Linked DNA regions of Sus scrofa: region 1 is linked to region 2. A link is a contact called in public HiChIP or PLAC-seq data. All regions are on one chromosome and are shown on one strand. Each heading gives the region's core, a stretch centred on a gene start, on an enhancer-like site or on the middle of the called end of the contact. The rest is flanking DNA. Distances are from core to core; before and after follow the strand shown.

Region 1 (4,230 bases), core at 1,708-4,207, 510 kb after region 2:
AAACAGTATAAAATCACTTATTTTCTAGTTGTATAAAATCTGTGAATACACAGAAATAAAGGTCCTTTTAGATCCCTTGCCTCATTTCTGCCACCATTTTAATGCGGTTTCCCAGAATTAGCAAAGCCTCACTCTGGCCACCAATGCTCTATGTTACATGCTTTTGGACCAATAAATTGTCCTGGTGCTCTTATGGTATTTTTCTTCAATTCGACCCTAAATTTTAAAGCTGAAATGACTCTGATTCCACGTCAGCATGCTATATGTGTGGCAACTCAGAATAATAAGGATAATCATTGTATAAAATATTATTTCAAGCACTGTGCTGACTTGATATGCTCTTCAAATGTCATAATAACTAAATCAAGTAGACACTGATTATTTTAGGCCAAGTTACTGTTCCGAATCTAACATTCATTCATTCTCCATTTCAGTGAGAACTACTTCTTTTTTGAAACTTTTATATTGCAGGGGGGTTCAGTGGAAAGGACATTTGAAAATAGAATGAGAGAAAGGGTACAGCTGACTGTACCTTTGGGTAAAGACCAAATTGGCAATTGTTAGAAGTTTATCAGCCCTTTTATCCTAAATGAGACATACATTTTAGCCCATAAAAAGGGCTGATAAACTTCTAACAATTGCCAATTTGGTCTTTACCCAAAGGTACAGTCAGCTGTACCCTTTCTCTCATTCTACTTCCAAATATCCTCATTCTACTTCCAAATGTCCTTTCAAAACTTTGCTTTCTGCTGTAGATGAAAACACAAGATGGGAATGTGACACGTTTGTGACTATTTTGAATACAGTGTATTTTATCAAAAACATTTAATTTTATTAAAAACTTTATCAATTTTTTTTTTTACTTTTAATACATAATCCAGCTATGAAATATCACCTCTGACAGCAGTAGTAGGGAAGAGCACTAGAATTAGAGTCCCAGCTCTGACAAGGAGCAAATCACACCTCTCCTCATCTGCAAAATCAATGGGTTAATACCTGCCCCGTGGGGCTGTGGGCCTTCACCACACATATGTAAGATCTATGTAAACTGCTGTCTGGGTGCTGGATATTTCTGTTTACAGACACTCGCCTAATGACACAGGTTTACCCACCAAGGGAAGTGAAAATTCATAGTTTTTGTTTGTTTTTTGTCTTTTGTCCTTTTTCTTAAGGCCACATCCATGGCATATGGAGATTCCCAGGCTAGGGGTCTTATTGGAACTACAGCTGCTGGCCTACACCAGAGCCACAGCCAGGCCAGATCTGAGCCACCTCTGGACTACACCACAGCAATGCCGGATCCTTAACCTACTGAGCAAGGCCAGGGATCGAACCTGCAACCTCATGGTTCCTAGTCAGATTCGTTTCCACTGCTCCATGACGGGAAATCCAAAAATGTATAATTTTAATGTTTAATTCATATTTATACTTTCCCTGTAAAGTATAAATACAGTACAGAGTCTAAAGTAATAGAACAGTTTCATTCAAGACTCTAATAAAAGGATGAATTATGTTTCTCTTAGAACTGAGACAGCTTAACATCATTTGAAAACTTTTTAGTGAATTTCAAGTTTTTCTTTGTCCACTTCCACAGTTATCTCTGTTTTTCCCTCTTAAGTTAGGATCAAAGACATTTAGTAAACTTACCTTTATGAGACAAATGTGGAATTTGTTTATTCCAAAAATCAAAACAATTCCTAATGGAAACATAAAGTGTTTAACATAAACAAATCTTTGTTTTGGTCCCTTTCCAGTAATGGGCGGGTATATTCTGGTAGGAAGCAGCAGTGAGAAGTAAACGCTCCCTAAAGTGACATTACAACTGGTATACAATTAACTAAGGCCTCATATTTCTAGCCAAAATTTTAAATCCTCTTGTTTTCCTTCCCTGAATCTGTGTAGGGGAAAAAATTTAACCTGTAACTATCAAAATATGTCTTTTATTCAAAGAAATAATACTAGTATTTCTTTTTAAGACTCTTGTCCTCAGCTTATTAGGGTCTGAAAATTAATTTGTTCTTTGTCAGCAAAGACACTATTATGTTTATGTTTAACTAATTATTAGCTTTTTAGGGCCACACCTACGGTATATGGAAGTTCCCAGGCTAGGGGTCAAATCAGAGCTACAGCTACCGGCCTACACCACAGCTACAGCAAAGCCAGATCCGAGCCACATCTGTGACCTACACTGCAGCTCACAGCAATACCAGATCCTTAACCCACCAAGTAGGACCAGGGATCAATCCTGCATCCTCATGGATAATAGTTGGGTTCATTACTGCTGAGCCAATGGGAACTCCCACGTTTATGTTTATTTTAGAGAGATCTCTAAAACCCCAGTGGGATCTGAGGCCTCTACAAAGAGGCACAGATTCCAATGCAGGGAAACCTCATCCACCCCAAAAAACTAAACTTGGGTTTCTTTTAAATTTTTAGGCTGCCCTGTTTCATTTCTTTTGCAATCATAAAACAACCTCGTAAAGATGAACATCTTTTATTATGAAAATTGCTGTTACATTACAGCCAACATTCCGAAACAGTATTTTAATAAACACTTGTCTTGATTATAAAGTAGAGCAGAAACCATGATCCTTTTTGAAAATTGATTAACATCTGCTGATGTTAACATAAAGCAGGAGAATACTCCGTACGCTCACTCTGGTGTGGAGGAGATGAGACGGGAAGAGCACCTATGTTATCTCAAACAGCTACTAGTGTTACTTGAACAATGTAAACCAACCACTTATAACAGGACATTCAAAAAAAAAAAAAAAAAAAAAAAGGCCCAAAGCGAAACACTAGAAGGTTAAAAGATCGAGGGGTCACAACACTTTTGATAGGGGAAAAGCCAAAGCGTGTTTCCTTTTCCTTCCCCTCTGTGAGTTCAGTGCGAGGTATGGGGAGGACCACAATACCAGGTCAAGGACAGATGCGGTTCTTGCTTCCGTATTTCCCAGTCTCTAGTCCTGCTCCGAACATAGCCTGCATGCCGAAGCTCTTCAGGCTCTCATTCACAGGCCTCGGGATACAGCGTTTGCACATGGATGAATGGGGTTCCGTAGCAGCTCAGAGCCAGTGTCAGAATTCCAGTGTATTCACTCTGTAGCCTTGTAAGGAATCCAAGAACAAAATTCCTACGTACTTTCCTAGTCAGGAGGCAGAAGGCTCCTATTTGGACGTGCTCCATGCTGGGGGTTACGGTGTGGTACTAACGGCACAGAACCTCTCCCATCATGAATACCCTGGTGGAAAAGCTTAAAAAAGTTAAAACTGCAGTTTAAAAGTTCCTCTTTCCCCTCCCTCAGCAAAGAAGAAATGGTGCACACATGACTGCAAGGAATTGAGGAAGGCAGAGTGTGGCGACTGTAGTTTCCAGTACAATCTGCTCCTTGCAAAGGGTCTGGGGTAACTGCAGGCAAACCGGAAGCTCAAAAATATTCATTCACTTCCTTAATAGAAGAAGCTATACTGAGAGTTTTTTCTTACAACTTCATGAGCTGGCATACTCTTTACTGTAGGAAGGGAGAGCCTCTTTTTTTCAACAGTAGATGCATATTTGGGGAACTTAACGTAGGCCAGGGACTAAAGTCGATCTGATTTCTTCCTCCTTGTCAATCCTCCCCTTCAACTACTTTTAGTCTGGGCTCAGAGCTCCAATCATTAGCAAGGCTCAGAAACAACAACCAAAATAATACAACGTCCTCATTTCAACACCATTCTTTGTTTGCCACCACAGGAAGATGGCAGATGGTGCTAAAACACTCTGAATAGATAATCCAGTTGTCAAGCTGTTATGCAGCCTAGTTAAGCTTCTCACGCTGGATCTGGTAGTAACATGCCTGAAAAAAAGTTCACAACCATTTCAAACTTACTTGAAAAGAAATTACATAAACATAACAATGCACATGAGACCAAGAACAGAAACTCCTTATGAATACTGATAGCTCAACAAAATCAGGTGCTTTCATTTCCCTGTTTCTGCCGGTCCTCCTCCCCAGCCCATGTCTATTTTTCCGAGTTATAATTAGTAGAGCTAAAATTTCGTAAAATTCCCTCTAACTCTAAAACGGACAAAAAAATTTTTACAAGCTGTATAATATTCTTCATTAAGCAGAAATACCTTAATTTGCTAAGCCACTATTGAACAGACATTGAGCATATGTTGGTGATCAGTTTAATGTATACAAACGACTGTAATCAAAATCACCCAGCATGTTTGATAACCACACT
Region 2 (4,402 bases), core at 1,532-4,031:
TTTAGCTAAAATCCCACTGTTTCGTGACCTGTCAGTCATTGTTTTGTGCACATTTATACGCTTTGCTTCTCCAACAAGATTATGGACTCCTTGAAGAATAGAAATTGTGTCGTATAGTTTATCTATATCCCTTTAGCACAGTCTTTCTTTCTTTTTTTTTTTTTTTTTTTGTCTTTTTGCCATTTTCTTGGGCCGCTCCCGCGGCATATGGAGATTCCCAGGCTAGGGGTCCAATCGGAGCTGTTGCTGCCGGCCTACACCAGAGCCACAGCAATGTGGGATCTAAGCTGCATCTGCGACCTATACCACAGCTCACAGCAACCCCGGATCCTTAACCCACTGAGCAAGGCTGGGGATCGAACCTGCAACCTCATGGTTCCTAGTCGGATTCGTTAACCACTGAGCCACCACGGAAACTCCTAGCACAGTGTTTCTGTAATATAGGAAGAAGAACTTGTATAACATGAGTTTTGGGGTCAAGTGAATTTGGGAAATGCTGAGTAATTTGTTCTACTTTAGGAGATGAGCAATGCATGTTGGCCTTGAAGGTTTCTAGTAGTCTTCCTGTAAAGGAACCTGGTTAAGTCTCGTCAACCTTGCATTTTCCATTCACATTTGACTTTAGAACTCCCCTTTCCACAGTATCCTTCCCATTCATGTGTTTTATAGTAATTCGAACTGGCCTTACTGAAGGCATTTGAGTGATTGTAAATAGACTAATGAATTACTCATTTATTCCGAACATTTATTTAATGAACTGCATTCTTGTAGATAGTTGTCAAGATAAATATGAACTCACTTAAGATCAAAACACATTCTCAATGAATGGGGTCATGCCATTTAACTGGTTTTAATTTTTTGGATTTCCTCTCGATAGTCCCACAAATCTGTGGGTAGGATTGATTCTAGCCCTGTACCGATGTCAAGGCCAGAGGAAATGCCTCATGATTTCATTAAGTTAATTTCTAAAGAACAGTTGAATTTTACAGAGACAGGGCTGGGTCAGGAGTGGGATTTCCAGGGTGGGTAGAAGGAGAAGTGGGACTTCTGCAGTTTGCTGAAGTTTTATTTCCAAACTCAGCACCCAAGTTTTTCTTCCTCTATTTGCTAGTAAGGACAAGGAAGTTGCTGTTGATGCATAGGACACAAAATCTAGCTGCTCTGAGTCCATTTGAGTTTAGACTGTAGAGACCTCCCTCTGGGTTCTAAGGAGGTAGATTCCAATGTGAGAGAAAGCTCCATGACTTGTAGTAAAGTGCCTTTATTTCTTCAAAATTAATCCTTTTTTTTTTTTCCTTTTTATGGCCACATCTGCAACTAATGGAAGTTCCTAGCTAGGGGTTCCATTAGAGCTGCAGCTGAGACCTATGACACAGCTATGGCAACACCCGATGCGAGCTGTATCTGCCATCTACACTGCAGCTTGTGGCGGTGCTGGCTGCTTAACCCACTGAGTGAGGCCAGAGATCAAACCCACATCCTCACAAAGACCACATCAATTCTTAACCTGCTGAGCCACAATGGGAACTCCTCAAATTAATATCTTATTTATTTAATTATTTTTTTTTTGGGGTCTTTTTTTTAGCTATTTCTTGGGCCGCTCCCACGGCATATGGAGGTTCCCAGGCTAGGGGTCCAGTTGGAGCTGTAGCCTCCGGCCTACGCCAGAGCCACAGCAACGCGGGATCCGAGCCGCATCTGCAACCTACACCACAGCTCACAGCAACGCTGGATCATTAACCCACTGAGCAAGGGCAGGGACCGAACCCGCAACCTCATGTTTCCTAGTCGGATTTGTTAACCACTGCGCCACGACGGGAACTCCTCAAATTAATATCTTATGTTTGAATAACTGCTCACAATTTGCAAAGCGTCCTTATAGACATCTCAATGGAGCCTCACAGCCACCTTCTGGAGGACATGGTAGAGGCATCAGTATTGATCCCATTTTATAGGTGGATAAATTACAGATGTAATTTGTTCAAAGTCACACTGTCGTGATCCCCTTGATCCTGTAAATTAGACTGGGCTCTATCCTTATTCTTTCTTGCTAGCCCAAGAAAGAACATTGCAAATGGCACCCAGCATCCATCCTCACCATCTGTCAGAGGAAAGATGTGATGTTCATGGGAAATGCCAGCCTGATGGCTTCAGGCTGTGTCCCTGGAGTGACTGTGTTGCCACAGGGATGTTTAGGGGATGCTCCATCTTGGTCTGAGGCCCTAGATTTGGTGTTCTTATTGGCCTTATACTTGGCATTGGGGACCTGTTTGGCCTTTAGCTTCACCTCCAGCTTTAGGCTTTTTCCTCCTGTTCTATTAGGTGAGACCTTCCTCAGATTCCCTAGACCTCAGATTCCCATGGTGTCAGTCAGTCTTCTTTCAGGACCAGGCAAGGTTCAGACCAGCAAGTAGGTGGAGAGGCCAGGACTGAAACTCACATCTTGGGTTTCCAAGGCTGTTCCTCTTTTACCCTCGTATCACGCAGCTGCCTGCTGACTGCCTTATGACAGCCCAGCTGCTGCTCTAGCCAGAACCCAGATAAAGAAAAGAGATTAAGGCACAAGACAGCCTGTGTTGCCTCCAGACCTCTGCATGTCAGGATGGAAAGGGAGACTATGGCTTTCTTTCAAAGACTTTGATAAGGGAGGCACTCTTATCAGTGAAAAGAAGGTTTTGATCCAGGGAGCCAGTCTGAAATTAAGTAAACAAAAGAGCTTTGAGCCTGATGTTTCTCGGTTCGCTTCTGCCCCCTGGAGGAGAGAGTGCTCCATGACTAGAGAGTGCCACTCCGGAAGGGAGCGTTTGGAATAAAGCAGTGGGGATGGCCCCTGAGTCCTGTCCAGGCTCTGTCCTGGTACCTGGTACATGGTACAGCCCTGTGTGTCATCCCCAGCTCAGAACTGGATCTCAAGCCTTACCTACACCCTCAGAGGCCGTGCCTAGGGGGCAGTGCTTCTTCACCTCTCCTAGCACTCTGAGCTCCTATGCTGACAAGTGAGGTACTTAATAGGTTTTCAGCAACTGTCATTCCTTGAACATACTTAGTTATTGTAAGGTTTTAAGGAGATTGGCAACTTCTTTATATCTCTTGGGGGCTTGTATCTTATTATTACTTGATATATATATATTTCAAAAAATGAATTTAATTCATTTTCTTCACCCCTACCTTACTTGCGGGTCAGGCGGAAGGAGAAAAGTAAGTTGCTTAATTACACTCCATTCTTAGGTAATGGTTATTATCATTCCCTTTTGCTGACTTACCTAGTGAATTATTTATCTCATAATGTGTACAAATTGCTCCAAAATGTTATAGCTTAAAACAACGATACTAATTTATTTATACCTCTCATAGCTTCTGGGGGTCTGGAATTTAGAAGTGACGGAGCCAGGCTGTCCCAGCCCTGAGTCTCTTGAGAGGTTGCTGTCATATGTCAGCTTGGGTCCTTGGCATTGGAGGAGCTTCTCGAGTGGCTGGGAAGTTGGTGTGTGGCTTGCGTTCTTCTCCATGTGGGCCTCTTCACATGGCACTGGGGACCTGTTTGGCACCAGGGCCCTGTCTGGAGTGTTCTCAAGACATGGCAGCTGGCTTCCCCCTAGTGATTTGACTTTGAATGTCACGTGGTAGCCCTTCTGCCACACTCCATTCATTAGGAACGAGTTACCTGTGTTCAAGGGGAGGGGATTACACACTATCTTTTTAAGCAAGGAGGGTCGAGGAGTCACAGACTTATTTAAATCTGCCATATCTGGCAGGATGTGAGCCTCCTGAGTAGAAAGTTCTACGAGACTGTATGTGATTGTGTCCAGATACTGCCCATAGGCTGGCCAAATTGAATTAAGAGCACTCGAGCCAGCTCTTGTTTGTCCAGTGGCTGCTTAGTTCCCAGTTTGTTGTTAACCCAAGGCTGTGTTTCTTTCCCAACTTTTAATCTTTTTCCTGTTTCCTGCTGAGAAGCCAGAAGAGAAATAACATTTGCTTACTTTCACTTTTATAGTGTAATACTCGCTGATAAAGTTGGCAAGACAAGACGTTGAAACTATTGGTTGAAGTTATTATCCTGAATTATTTGTGACTCTCCATACTTCATATTGTTCTTATTTGGTGTGGAGAATTGAGAATCGGTAGTGAAGGGTGATGTGTCATAACCTTCAGTTATTTATCTCCCCCTGACCCCTTTGTATGACGCCCAAACTGGTATGAGGTGGGGCCCCTCTGTTCCTTGGTGGAAGTTATCTCTGCTCTGGACACTGTTGTGTTGTTGGGTTTGGGGTGAGTGCAGTGGTAGACTCCTGGACGACCATACCTCAGGGGAGGAAGAGAAGTGGGTACGTAGTCATGACACATGGAAACAAATCCAGAGAAGTGGCTAATTGTTTGGGTGACAACCTGAATGGGAAGA

What was found. HiChIP or PLAC-seq counts read pairs in DNA pulled down with a chosen protein or histone mark.
Region 1: an H3K27ac HiChIP or PLAC-seq map of alveolar macrophages shows a contact between it and region 2. The contact joins two enhancer-like sites. A contact is called at or near these places in 2 of 47 Hi-C or Micro-C datasets (heart right ventricle and subcutaneous adipose tissue) and 1 of 2 datasets of contacts at active chromatin or transcription factors (alveolar macrophages).

The regions. Positions count from the first base shown.
Region 1 is chr15:105,326,239-105,330,468 of Sscrofa11.1, forward strand. ALS2 (alsin) reads right to left here. Exons shown (of 34, transcript XM_021076185.1): 34 at 2,479-3,839. The coding sequence ends at 3,801. Among named protein-coding and RNA genes, the nearest start is that of MPP4, 8.4 kb to the left of the region's middle. Within about 2 kb of position 2,958, at least 12 of the 83 cell types and tissues checked have an H3K27ac peak or open chromatin away from gene starts, as enhancers often do. A contact at or near this core is called in alveolar macrophages, where this site is marked.
Region 2 is chr15:104,820,995-104,825,396 of Sscrofa11.1, forward strand. The region is part of intron 7 of CFLAR (CASP8 and FADD like apoptosis regulator); the gene reads left to right. Among named protein-coding and RNA genes, the nearest start is that of CFLAR, 23 kb to the left of the region's middle. Within about 2 kb of position 2,782, at least 43 of the 83 cell types and tissues checked have an H3K27ac peak or open chromatin away from gene starts, as enhancers often do. A contact at or near this core is called in alveolar macrophages, where this site is marked.